Regions from separate parts of the Bombyx mori genome. Here region 1 is linked to region 2. A link is a contact called in public Hi-C data. All regions are on one chromosome and are shown on one strand. Each heading gives the region's core, a stretch centred on a gene start, on an enhancer-like site or on the middle of the called end of the contact. The rest is flanking DNA. Distances are from core to core; before and after follow the strand shown. Region 1 overlaps LOC101744058 (lateral signaling target protein 2 homolog). Region 2 holds the start of LOC101744058 (lateral signaling target protein 2 homolog).

Evidence for each region. Hi-C and Micro-C count contacts between places; a contact is called where the count stands out from the background.
Region 1: a contact with region 2 is called in a Hi-C map of posterior silk gland, with 2.4 times the contacts expected there. The contact joins the enhancer-like site here to the promoter of LOC101744058 in region 2. A contact is called at or near these places in 2 of 7 Hi-C or Micro-C datasets (midgut and posterior silk gland).

The regions. Positions count from the first base shown.
Region 1 is chr26:6,399,645-6,407,038 of ASM3026992v2, reverse strand. LOC101744058 (lateral signaling target protein 2 homolog) reads right to left here. Exons shown (of 14, transcript XM_004922060.5): 3 at 5,782-5,919; 4 at 2,571-2,761; 5 at 1,566-1,713. Among protein-coding and RNA genes, the nearest start is that of GSTe2, 22 kb to the left of the region's middle. Within about 2 kb of position 3,983, at least 2 of the 8 cell types and tissues checked have open chromatin away from gene starts, as enhancers often do.
Region 2 is chr26:6,357,229-6,363,749 of ASM3026992v2, reverse strand. LOC101744058 (lateral signaling target protein 2 homolog) reads right to left here and starts at 3,762. Exons shown (of 14, transcript XM_004922060.5): 1 at 3,534-3,762. The coding sequence starts at 3,596.

The sequences.
Region 1 (7,394 bases), core at 2,734-5,233, 43 kb before region 2:
TGATTTTGTTTTGTCATACATCGCGTTCGATTTTCCGTTGCTGTTTTTATAATGTCACGAGTGTTTTAAACTATCTTGTTTTTTATGTTCATTACGGCATAATTTAGTTAATAATTGTGATTACTTACTTACTTAAATTAAAGAAAAACAAAAATACAACATTCGCAGACATATTTTTTTATTCATTTTCGCCACACATCTATATTAATCATCTATTAATACATGAAGCAGAAACTTTGTACTCTTTTTCACGTAAATTGCGCGGACTGAGGAATATGAAATTACCCACACTTATAGAAAATATAGTGAAGGAGTGCAGAATGCTAATATTTTCTGTTAAATATGCATTAATAATACATTAAATAAATAAATAAAACAATTACACACACTACCATGTATTTGAAACACACACACATCCACACACATAATATATACTTTATGTTTATTGTCAAACTTTTGTTATTACTTAAAGTCCGTGGTTAAATTGAGAATAGGTTAATACTGTTTATCTTTAATATTATTTATCTATAGTGCAGTCTTGGCGAAATCTGTAATTATAGAAGTATAATAGTCTTTGACAATAGAACCATAATACTGTTCAGACTTATAATTTCAATTAATTATAGTCGAATTTCGACTACAGCGGGACCACTAGTTTTAATAAATAGCTTATCGCAATGTTCCAGAAGGTTTTATACACTGGGTATATTTTTGACGTGTAATCATTAAATTGTTTTCGGATAAGTCATTCACCTACAACCCTTAAACCATTTTACCGACAGAATAATTATATCGATTCGTGGTGGCTAACAACAACACACCCCCAATCGTATATTCCACCAAGTATTAGAGAAAACTCAACATTTCCATGTGTATATTCTAAAAATAATTCATAATTACGATTCAGACAATTCTTAAGTTTAAATTAATTCATGTATAACATATTCATAAGTGGCTTGTGAACAAATTAACATACCGTTGAAAAGGTTAGGAGCGTTCTAAAATTAACGAAATTAACTAGTGACATTTCCACAGATAACAAATTTTGACAGGTGACATTGAAGTTCCAAGTGACAATTAAAACTTTCTATTCATTAAAGAACACAAGACCTGGCTGTTAGGACTAAAGTCCTTTGCCTTTCCCATCTATACATATAAATAAAATTGGGAGTATGTTTGGAATATTGAAATAACCGCTTTTTACTACATAAAGCAATACGGTACATAAAGTACATAAAGCAAAATAACATTTTTTACAATTTTTGTCTGTTTGTCTGTTTGTTTCGGCTAATCTCTGGAACGGCCGGACCGATTTTGACGGGACTTTCACTGATAGGTAGCTGATGATATAAGGAGTAACTTAGGCTACTTTTTTAGACTAGCTTCGCCCCGCGGCGTCACTCGCAGTTATTGTCGTACCGAGCGCAACATGGCGGGACTCACCTATCAATAATAAAATTTAATGTTTCCGAAGCGAAGCGAGGGCGGGTCGTTAGTTAGGGATAAATTAATATCATCATCATTTCTATTCATTAGCACACGCGATATTCTAACACGATCCTCACCTGCTCTTGAGCTAATAAGTTCTGTTTGAGGGCGCGACGAAGGCTCTCCGAGAACAGGACGCAAATCAGCTGCTGCGCTTCGAACTCTTGGGGGGTTTTGACGTTCACCATAGCGCTGACATAGCATAGTTCGAATTCAGCAAACAAACTGAAAAAAATTAGGTCATATTTTTTTTTTCGATCGCTTTTTTTTATTGCTCATATAGGCAGACGAGCACACGGCCCACCTGATGGTGAGTGGTTACCGTCGCCCATGGACTTCAGCAATGCCAGGGGCAGAGCCAAGCCGCTGCCTACCGCAAACCCAGAATCATAAAGCATAATGAACCCAGAATCATCAACTTTATTGTGATGATGATTGCTACACATTCTTAGAAAATGCATAAAGTGCCTTAAAAATCATAATATAAGATTCTCAAAAATCTGTTCAAAAAATAAATTAATAAAGGCGTTCAGAATAACTATACTGAGACCTTAGAAGTCATATCTCAAGGTGGGTGGCGGCATTTACGTTGTAGATGTCTATGGGCACCAGTGACCACGTAACACAAGGTGGGCTGTGAGCTCGCCCACCCATCTAAGCAATAAAGGACAAACCAGATTCCTTTCAGTTCCAGTGGTAGCAATTTTTTCGATATAACCTAAAATCGGAAACTATTGAAACTCTCTGCCTTCACGTCACGTATTTTTTTTTCTTTAAGTATGACGAAAATATCGTCCAAGACGACGAAAAAAAAATTCGGGTAAGCTTTGAGCTCTTAATATTAATATTTAGAGGTGCCGCATCGTGATTTTTGATTTCCCATTTAAATAACACGGGATTTTTTCTTTGGAATTTTATTGTATCTCAACGAATTATCGTGTAGTAAAAAGAAATACATATTTTTGTAGGGAATTAGAATTACAAGAAATTTCCAAGTTTTTTTTCTAATATACAAACGCTTAAAAAATGCAATGATGATATAAGCCAGGTAGGTACGTTAATGTATTTATATACTTACTTACCGATCAAAAATTCTCAGGCTTTCGTGGAGCATGTCATCGTGCTGCGACAAAGCCAGTCCTCGGGGACGAAGGCACTGCTCTCGCAGCAAAGACCTCACGGTCTCTAAGCTCCGCGTCAAAGCTTTGGCTAGGGGGCGCATCGATGCCGATTCTTCTTCGCGATTCATTATTGACGAACCAGCGGCGAGACACTGAACAAATCGGTACAGAATAATTAGATCCATTATTTGATCTCCGTAAAGTTGGCAGTTAAGTTGGCATTGCTGACGTCCATCAGTGACGGTAACCACTGCGTAAACAGGCTATAAAAACAGTTAATAGTTTTTTGTTTATTTATTTTATAGATGTTAAAGTTAACTGGTGGTAGGAAGTCTTGTGAGTCCGCACGGGTAGATACTACCACAAAGCCTATTTCTGTCGTGAAGCAGTAATGCGTTTCGGTTTGAAGGATGGGGCAGCCGTTGTGACTATACTGAGACCTTAGAACTTATATCTCAAGGTAGGTGGCGCATTTACATTGCTGATGTCTATGCTGATGTCCAGTAACCACTTAACACCAGGTGGGCTTTGAGCTCGTTCACCCATCTAAGCAATAAAAAAACAAAAACTTTCACTGATAGTAGCTGGGTGTATTGAGAGAGAGAGGTTTATTAGAGCAACTCTTTAAATGGAATGCGGAGGGCTCAATCTCAATTATTCGTATTGAAGGGCTAGTGTAGAGCCCACCCAATGTACTAAAAATAAAAGCCTCACTTTCCAAGTAACCAGGACGATTACGGAATACGCTTACAGTGGAATGGAACCGTTCGACTTAAATTATATTATTATTCATCATTGTTGCGGGTTTGAGAATCGGACCGAAATCTCAATACTCGTGCATGACCCAGAGATCAAGAGGGTATGTTTAGAATATCTCATCTAGCCATATCCTGAGTCTCAGTTTAGTGTGCACAGATACCTTTTTAGTATAACAGAACAGAGACTTCAGTATGAGGTGAATGACGACATACGCGTTGTGTCTTAAACCACAATAACAAGTTATTATTATGAGGAAGCTTACCTCTAATAGTATAAACGTTACGAATAGTTATATTATTACTTATATCATGTGGGCCGTGTAAATATTGTATAAGAAAAAATCTCCACCTAACAATGGGTGTGTATTGATTAGATACAAAAGGCCTATGGGCATCAAAATGGACTGCACGTGTCGATTAGATAAGACACGCAGAAACACATCTGATTTTATGACAATATAAATTGGTTAGCTATTATTAAAAACCAATCCAGTATCAACAAACGGTAGAACCGCAAAGTTTATTTATTTAATTATAGTTTTCCGTGTCATTGACATCGCATCACCGATATTACGATATTGACACATTTTGCGGTGGTGTGAAAATAATGAACTGAACAAAACGGTCATCGTTCTCGTCGAACCCGAAGGGCTCGGCGAGTAAATTAACCTACAGACACAGCCCACTGAGTTTCTCGCCGGATCTTCTAAGTGGGTCGCGTTTCCGATCCGGTGGTAGATTCTACGAAACACGACTTTTTTTTTTATCGCTTAGATGGATGGACGAGCTCACAGCCCACCTGATGTTAAGTGGTTACTGGAGCCCATAGACATCTACAACGTAAATGCGCCACCCACCTCGAGATATAAGTTCTAAGGTCTCACTATAGATACAACGGCTACCCCACCTTTCGAACCGAAACGCATTACTGCTTCACGGTGGAAATAGGCGGGGTGGTCGTACCTACCCGTGCGGACTCCCAAGAGGTCCTACCACCAGTGATTACGCAAATTATAATTTTGCGGGTTTGGTTTTTATCACACGACGTTATTCCTTCACCGTGGAAGTGAATCGTGAACATTTGTTGAGTACGTACTTCAGTAGAAAAATTGGTACCCGCCTGCGGGATTCGAACACCGGTGCGCCGCGTCATACGAATGCACCGGACGTCTTATCCTTTAGGCCACGACGACTCTTGCTAGGGTCTAACAACGTCAGTTTTGAGCCCCGTGAGCTCCCCTACACGTCCGGTGACGCTGATATGGTATCTCAAAGCCATCAGCTTAGGTAGGAAAAAAAAAACTGAATAATGAAATTTAAAAAACTTCATTCGTTTCGTACCAAAATTAAACACGAATATAAAATAAATATAAATTAACGTATATCTTGGGTAGGTACATAAGCAATGAATACTGTTATCGTTTTATTAGTACGAACCAAATAAAAAATCTTCCGCATCAATGAAGATATGTACACTACCAAAGGACACTTGCCGTTTGCGACAAAGAAAACAGACCGATAAAAAATTTAATAAGAATTCACTAATACAAAGAATGACTCACATTGTGGAAGAAAAAAGTCATTTTTCTTTGATCCAACGAAACTGCGTAGTTACGTTATAATCCGTCCCAGTTCGTTTGTACTCAAAGCTTAATTTGAATGAAACATAAATACATTTAAATTCATGATACCCCATTTTTATGAATATCCGATTAGGTGTTTCGTGTTAAGTCTTTGAACCGAAAAAAGAAAAAGAAATTTCTGGTTCCAATATTAAGTTTCGTTATTGTCAAAGTTCAAGGCTTTAAGCTTGGTGCGATCTTTTTGCAGGAAAACCGTGACATGTCAACCGTGACCTTACATTTCCTTTCCCATTGTTATAAATATTTAACTGTTCAAAATAGATCGCGCTCTAATAGTTTAGTTAAGCAAAAACGTAACTGAATTTATTTAATACATGATACCATAGTAGTAGACTTTAGGTAAACAAAATCCTCACGGTTATTGATCTAGATTTCTACGAGTATTTGCTGCCGATAGCCCATTATAAAGATCGAATGCAAACGCCCAAATACTTTTTTTAAAAGAATACTAGCGACCCGCCCTCGCTTCGCTTCGGAAACTGTAATTTATTTTTGATTTCTCCACTATTTAATGGATTTTATTATACACATAAACCCTCCGCTTCAATCACTCTATCTATTAAAAAAAACCGCATCAAAATCCGTTGCGTAGTTTTAAAGATTTAAGCACAGGACAGATATAGGGACAGAGAAGGCGACTTTGTTTTATACTATGTAGTGATTAGAATTGAAAAAACTATCTAGGTTCAGCTTCTTAGATCCTGGCTGTAAATCTCCTGAGAAATCTTTAAAAAACCCAATTAAAAGACTTATTTTTGTTTTGTAAAATACCTCAGCGCCAAACCAAAGCTGCCCAGCTAAGTTGTCTTGCAGAACGTCCTCTGGGAACTTGACTCGGAAGCCGCGCGCCACCCTTTCGTCGCCCAGAACTTGATCCATGATCTGACTAGTGATGTTCAAGACGCGATCCTAGAAAGAAAATGTGACTTTAGTAACTTTTTTTTTAATAGAATCATTTATACAAAATAAATAATAGTTTAAAAAAAACTAACAAAATACGCTTTTATAGAAAATTCAACTAAAACAGAAGATAACTTTTAATAAATTTGAATTAAAAGTAGTGTAAGAAAAAATGATTATATTGTAAAAAAAGCGTGGGGTGCATGGTAGTAGTTATAAATATTTTATGAACAGATATGAGTAGAAGGGTTATTTTGATAATATCCTGAAAAGCACCCTACGTTTTTTTACAATAAAATTCTATAAAAGCGTAAATTTATTTTTCATTTTTAGTTGAATTTCAAATTTTTTTGTTTTTAATATTGTATTGTCATCGGTCCTTAATAAGTATAACAAATTTCGAGTTAATCCGACGTTTTGAAGGGGCTCAAATCATGTTCAAAGATAACGTTACAAACATACATACATACATACATACGTCTGAAGCTAATAAAAGCGTATTAATAATCCGTGTTAAAATTGTGAATTATATCGGTCAATATTTTTGTGGCCATGATTTGAGTTCGCGGAAGTGTAACAATTCCACGCAATCATAATCCCGTCAAATTTCGCATGATTATAAAATAGTACTTATGTAATTTTAGCGAACTTAGTCGATAATAACATGAAGCCTTATTTATCTTGACAACACCCTTTTCGCGTCGTATAATATCTCTTAACTCTTAGCGATAAGAACGCCCATTGTTATAATACTTTATGCGTTTAATATTTTGCTTCATTTCGTTTTTTTATAGGTGTACAAGTATCAAGCATACTCAATCTTCAGTCAGCAGTTTATTCAGATAATATTTGTATTTTAAACTAGAAGCCCGCCCCGGCTCTGCTCGGGTCTTTAACAAAAACTTCCACGATATTTGAAGTTTTCATTTTTTTAAATTACTTTAAAACTGTGTTCTACAAAGTCTTAGTACATTATTTTATTCTATCATCAATAGTTTTCGCAGCGCACCTTGGGTTACATTATTGGAGTTTTAGTAAGGATCCCTAATTTTTTCAAAAAAGATTATAGCCTATGTCACTTGGGAATAGTGTAGCTTCGAAACAGTAAAAGAATTTTTCAAATCGGTCCAGTAGTTTCGGAGACTATTCAATACAAACAAACAAACAAATCTTTCCTCTTTATAATATTAGTATAGATATAGATTTAATTTGAAATATACATTATGTAGATGTATATTTTCAATTCGATGTGCAAAGATTTATTTATAATATTTCAATTACATAATTATATCGTATTTAAACGAGGAATTTTCAGCGGTTGAACTCACGATGACGCAACTGGTGGTAGGTACAGTGATTACTAGAACCTATGACCATCACACAACGTGAATATCACCACCCACTTTGAGAGGCCAGTTTTATTATTCATTGGTTTAAAAAACAATCGACTATTCTAAAATTAAGAAACTAATCAACAAGAAAAC
Region 2 (6,521 bases), core at 2,513-5,012:
TGGTCAGGAGGAAATCGCCGGTCTTCCGCCCTTCACTGGGGACGGAGGACGGGGCATGTCGGAGTCGAACCGATTAAAACCTCCTGTCGCTCAACAACCAACGTCCAAACCTCACATGAGACAGAACTCATGAAAAGGCAAAGGGGGGACAGTGAAGTGTTTAGTGCGGAGCACATCTCTCCCATCACCCTCCCCCTCGGGACGCCGGACTGGCGGTCGTCGGCGCCACGACCACCAGCCCTCTCGGTATCAAACTATGATAATCAGTATTTTTCACTCAAATAAAACTGAATAGAATTTTACGGAAGTTCTATTCTAAACCGGTATCTATAGTAAACGTTTCAAAGTTAAATTAATTTTGTGGTATCTTGCTTGTTTAACCTATTTTAATTTTGTTTACTTTCGTAAATGTAAATGCTGCTGATACAAAAGGAATACATATACGCAAAATTTGAGTAATCCAAACAAAACACGGAATTACATTGAAAAGTGTATTATATCAATGGCACTGGGTAAATAAACAACATTCAATGTTTATATTTCATTTTTCCTTCTAAAGCAAAATCTTGGCAGTAGCAAAATTCAGTCTTATTCCAAACTTACTAATTTCATTAGAGTTGGGTGTAATGAGTTACATTGCGAGCAAATTTCTCACTGGTAGTAGGACCTCTTGTGAGTCCGCACGGGTAGGTACCACCACCCCGCCTATTTCTGACGTGAAGCAGTAATGCGTTTCGGTTTGAAGGGTGGGGTAGTCGCTGTAGCTATACTGAGACCTTAGACCTTATATCTCAAGGTGGGTGGCGCATTTACATTGTAGATGTCTATGGGCACCAGTAACCACTTAACATCAGGTGGGCTGTGAGCTCGTCCACCCATACATTTTGCACATATAAATTACAATTGAAACTTCTTTTGACAATAAAATTGTTAATGCACATAGTATGAAAGAAATGAACGTATATAAATAGAATACAAATCAAAATAGTAAAGATTTCTTTTAATCAATAATGTATTATCCATATATGTGTATGTATATATTTAAACATATATACTTATATACGTTTATTGGCTTATTCATCTACCACTCAGCTCAATCATGTAACACTCTTTCATTTCTTATTCTTGCTGACTCTCTCCAGTAGAGACAACACCCAGGTGTTTCCTTTAAATTTGACAATTCCTGTCAGAATAAGTTATTGTGGTAAAGTTGTTACTATAACTGGCATGACTGAACAAATTACCCATGATCATCCGCCCCAACTTAGGATTCCCTGTGTTATGGTTACCAGAGACTTACATACATAAGTAAGAAACACCTGGGTGTTGTCTGGACTGGAGAGAGTCAGCAAGAATAAGAAATGAAAGAGTGTTACATGATTGAGCTGAGTGGTCGATGAATAAGCCAATAAATTTACTAAAAGCATGCATAATTTGCATTTTTTTTATTACTTACAAGGGTGGACGAGCTCTCAGCCCACCTGGTGTTAAGCGGTTACTGGAGCTCATAGACATCTACAATGTAAATGCACCAGCCACCTTGAGATATAAGTTCTAAGGTCTCAAGTATAGGTACAACGGCTGCTCCACCCTTCAAACCGAAACGCATTACTGCTTCACGGCAGAAATAGGCAGGGTGGTGGTACCTACCCATGCGGACTCACAAGAGGTCCTACTATCAGTAAAGCTAGATAAAATATACTTGAGATTTTCACTATTAATATAATATCACTAACAACAATCTTACTTGATTATTTACAAAACTATTTAATAGAAAATCTCTCATTATCGAACAAAATGCTGCCCATTCTATAATTACTTCATTATTTTTTTATAACCTTTCTTCACTCAATAACAAATTTATCATTTTTTTGTTAAGCTACGCTGTTTATTTCGTTAACACTCAAAATCAATCAACTCTCAAATCTGTAAATTTTCATATAGTGGTCTCACACATGTCAATTGTTATAATTTTTTTATCCAATATAGCAAAAACCATAGATAGACCAGACTAGCCTATGGTGGTATAATAAAAATTTAACATACAAAACAAGGGCAAACCATTTGAATTGCAGAAGAAGTCATTCAGGTCATTCAGGTCATAGATATCTAATAATATGATATAAGGAAAAATCCACACTTGATTTCGTTAAGGATTTTGTCGAAGTTCTCTTAAGATAAAACAATACAGACTACAACCATATAGCTCAAAATTGGTGGCAGAATTTACATACATAATTGTGGCATAAGCACACAAAGACTTTCTTAGAACAAAAATTCCTTAGAATAAGAAATAAAAAGTTATTTTTTTAAGTTCTTTTGACCTTCATACATAATGTCATTCCTAGATTGTGGAAGTCAATTGTGTATGTTACGAACAATGCATTTAGTAGTTTTGTTTAAATCGCTACTAGTCTACTATGTTTGAACACCAGTATAGTCACATTATTTGACATGAGCATCTAATACTTCGGATAAAAACCAGTTTCTTTTTTCAAAAATAAAACTCTGTATAATATTTAAAATTAGCAAATAGTTAAGAATTATTTAACTCACCAAAAGCAGAGCAAACATTTTTTTTTTATTATTCAAAGTAGTTAAAAACTCTAGATCAGTTATCTTTCAAAAGTTCAAAAGATTATTTTCCTGTTATTGTCGTATTGGAACTACTAGTATAATTTAAAGCTTAAACTGTAAATTCACAAGATATCTCTCATTTCGAATTCAAGAAACTTATGTAAATAATTTAACATTTGCAACAAATCTAAATATAGAAGATTCAGGTCGCCATTTTCAATGTTCTAAGTTGACATGGAAAACGACAAAATCAAGAAACTAGTTAAACTAGTTATTCATGAATTTACTTATCTCAGCATTATACTGCATTAAATGTTTACTAACATCAGTTAAAATGTAAAAACTACTTTTTGGTTCTAAATTTAAACTGAAAATAACTTGAACTAAAAAAAAAAATTAGTTTTTATTTTTTACCTTTTCTTAATTGAGTGATACTTTTTAAATTTGATATTTTGGTGTTTTTTTTTTTGTCATTTATATTCTTATATGTTTTTTATAGTGTTTACTCTGATAACATAAATATACCTCGGTTGTATTAAATTAGAATTAAGTAGAATCGCTATGACTCAAAACCGAATGAATGCAACGTGATAAGGGTAGATACGTGGGTAATCTATTTTAAATAAGCGACAACTGACAACAAACACATTTCTATGAACATTTAGGAAAATTTATATTAAATTCCTTTATTGATTAGTTCCACGGAAAGCATAATCAATACTGTACCAATTACAACTTTAAATAATCCGCGAATTCAAAATATAAAGTGTGTTTTTAGGTGCAACAATGATGATCGCTGTGTCCCAACAAAGGACAACACCATTAAATGATTCGAATTTATTCGAATGCTGTTTACAAAGCAAACTCATTAATATGCCTTAGTCTTGTCTGAATTGAATATTGTAACGTGTATATGACCGTGACGAGAATTTAAAGGAAAAATACCACTGACGTACCTTTGGTTTGTAAAACCATTTTCTGAGCGACTCCATCGGACCAGTTTTGTATAGCAGCCTCATATGAACAGATCACAGTAGGGACACACACATCATAAAACTTATTAATCACTAAACACTCGTAAACAGAAAATATTATTTTCGCACAATATTTACGTCAAATAACACAAAAGGCAACCATGTTTTCACAATCCGCGTTCCATTCACCTAACGTTGCGGAATGAAAGAATGAATAAATTGAATGAGTTGATTGGTTGATGAGTGAATCACAAAAGTGACGCGCCACAATCGATTTTTCTAATCGATAGGAAACGGTTGCTCGATGATGTTTAAGAATTTATCTTCATAAATAGAGATTATCATAGGTTATAATCCAACAGACCCTATTAACCAGTTCGTTCAAATTAAAATTCCCAGAAAAACTTAAATATACATGATTCATCAGCTTGAGATTCTGTTAGAACTGGCCTTCTTACTATATGTAACCATCTTAAGTTTATTAAGAAGAATAGTTGTTGCCTAGCAACAGTTAGTTAGTTGTATAGCTTTATGTGAAAAGAATAAAAAAGTCTGTATGTACATCCGAAGAATTATGCTTTATCTTTAATTTGAAATTATCATGTTTTCCACATATCGAAGCATACATCAATGAAGTGCAGGCGACAAGTCAGGCTTTACAGCGAATCAAATCAGGACTGGATGATGAATTCATTGGGATCTTAATGTTAGCTGGGTTGACCGAGGAATACAATCCTTTGGTGATGACGTTGGAACATTCTGGAAGGAAATTAACTTCAGAAGCGGCCATATCTGCTCTAATGAAGGAAGGACAGCGCAGGCAGCCGGCAGTTGAAATGGATTCTGTGTTAGTGTCTAATAATGAAAAACCTAGTAGTAGTATGAAAAAGACAGTAATTTTTGTAAAAAAAATGTCATTTTAAATGGCAATGTAAATTTTATAAAGATAGGGGTAATAAAGGTAATGCAAATGCATGCGTAGCTCAAAAAAAGACTAATGATTTTATTACCTTACTCTATATTATGGGAAAGTCAAGAAATTGTATTATAGATTCTGGGGCAACATCTCATATGACATCATCAGACAATGTTTTAGTAAATGCTAAAGGTGGTTACCGAAAGTATATAACTACAGCTAATAATGAGAAAATATTATCTAAGGTAAAGGGTGATGTATTGATGCCTAATTATAAGTTAAAGTTTGAGAATGTTTTATACATACCAGATTTAATAACCAATTTACTTTCTGTCAGTAGTATTTGTAAGCATGATTGTACAGTTGTTTTTGACAAACATTCTTGTAAAGTTTACAAATTTGCAGATGTATCCTTAATGGGAAAAACTATTTTAGAAGCACCTTTAAAGGATGGGCTATATGTAGTAGACCCAGATGACAAGGCATTAGTTACTAAAGATATCAATTCGCCTGTTAACGATCAATATAAATTGTGCCATAGGCGTTTAGGTCATTTATCACCAGCTCTAATGAATAAATTAAGAGGGTTGCTTGATGGCTTTACCTTGAATAAATTTAGTAAGGAACCATGCGTCAGTTGTTGTAAAGGTATGCAGTGCGTAAAAAAGTTCCCAAAAAGAAAGAATAAAAGAGCTAAGGATATATTGGAGTTGATTCACACAGATTTAGCTGGACCCATGGAGGAAGAGACATGGGGTGGTGCTCGATATTTTCTTATCTTTGTTGACGAGTTTAGTCGGAAAGTTATGGGATATATGTTGAAATCCAAAACAGAAGTATTTGCTAAATTTAAGGAATTCAAGGTGTTTGTGGCGAATCAAATTAATAAAAAGATCAAAAAATTGCGTAGCGATAATGGTAGTGAATATATAAACGATAAATTTCCAAGCTTTCTACGAGCTAATGGTATCCATTATCAGACGTCAGTGGCACATACTTCGCAACAAAATGGAGTGGCAGAGCGTACAATTCGTATTGTAATTGAAAAGGCGCGTTGTATGTTGCAAGATAGTGGTTTGTCCAAAAAATTTTGGGGAGAAACTGTGTTAAAAGCTGTAAGGTTTGTTGTAAAATAATTAAAATAAAATTGGTCATGTTAAAGTTAAGGCAATTTTTGTATTGCCAAATAGCAACACTGTTGGTGGTAGCAATGCCAGTGGTGGGGTTGTGAGATAATAAAAAAGGCGGTAGTCTGAGAAACGAGAGGAGAAATCAGTGTATTCGGTAGTGAGCAGATGTCTAAAGATTGTAAAAGTGGAGTTTCAAATAAAGCAATACAGAATTAAGTAAACTACTGCAATCTGTGTATTATTTCCTGACTGTTGGAAGTGGAGTCTTACATCTCAGAAGTGCGGTCGCCTCACGTAAGTACATTTTTGAGTTTCTTGTTAATTTGACGTAATTATTTGATTCTAAAAAAAAAATGAATTAGAACCGCGCTGAGTACGGAGGTAGCTTCAAAGCTTAGCACGGGATAGCATCTTCTGCTGTATCTAGCCACTATTTTAATTCAGAATAACTGAGAACTAAAATGTATCTAATGTTATGGTTATGTCACGTGTTTCAATTTAACTTAACGTTCAAATGTTTGTTGAGCTTCAACCACGAATTTAATAACTGGTTACGAACTTTATATAGTTATCATTCCACTAATTTTTGCTCGCTGTTCCACTCGCATGGTGGATCCGTCGATAAAACGCTGCCTATGCTTTTCATTGATATTTTCGTTTGGGGTAGGTGAAATAATTTTGATATGGGTGCGATGACTAAGAATTTATAGACAAACAATTGATCTCTCATATTATATTATTATAGGTTCAATTCACGTTCAATTTAGAATAACATTTTGCAACGTCTGCAAGTTCCAGAACATGAATAGAGAAGGCACACATCATTTGATGACACCCTCGCGCAGCCGTAAAGGAAGCCGAGGCGAAGCGGGTCCCAACCGATCTCGTACTCGCAGCCGTAGCTCTCGCACGTGCAGCCGGGCC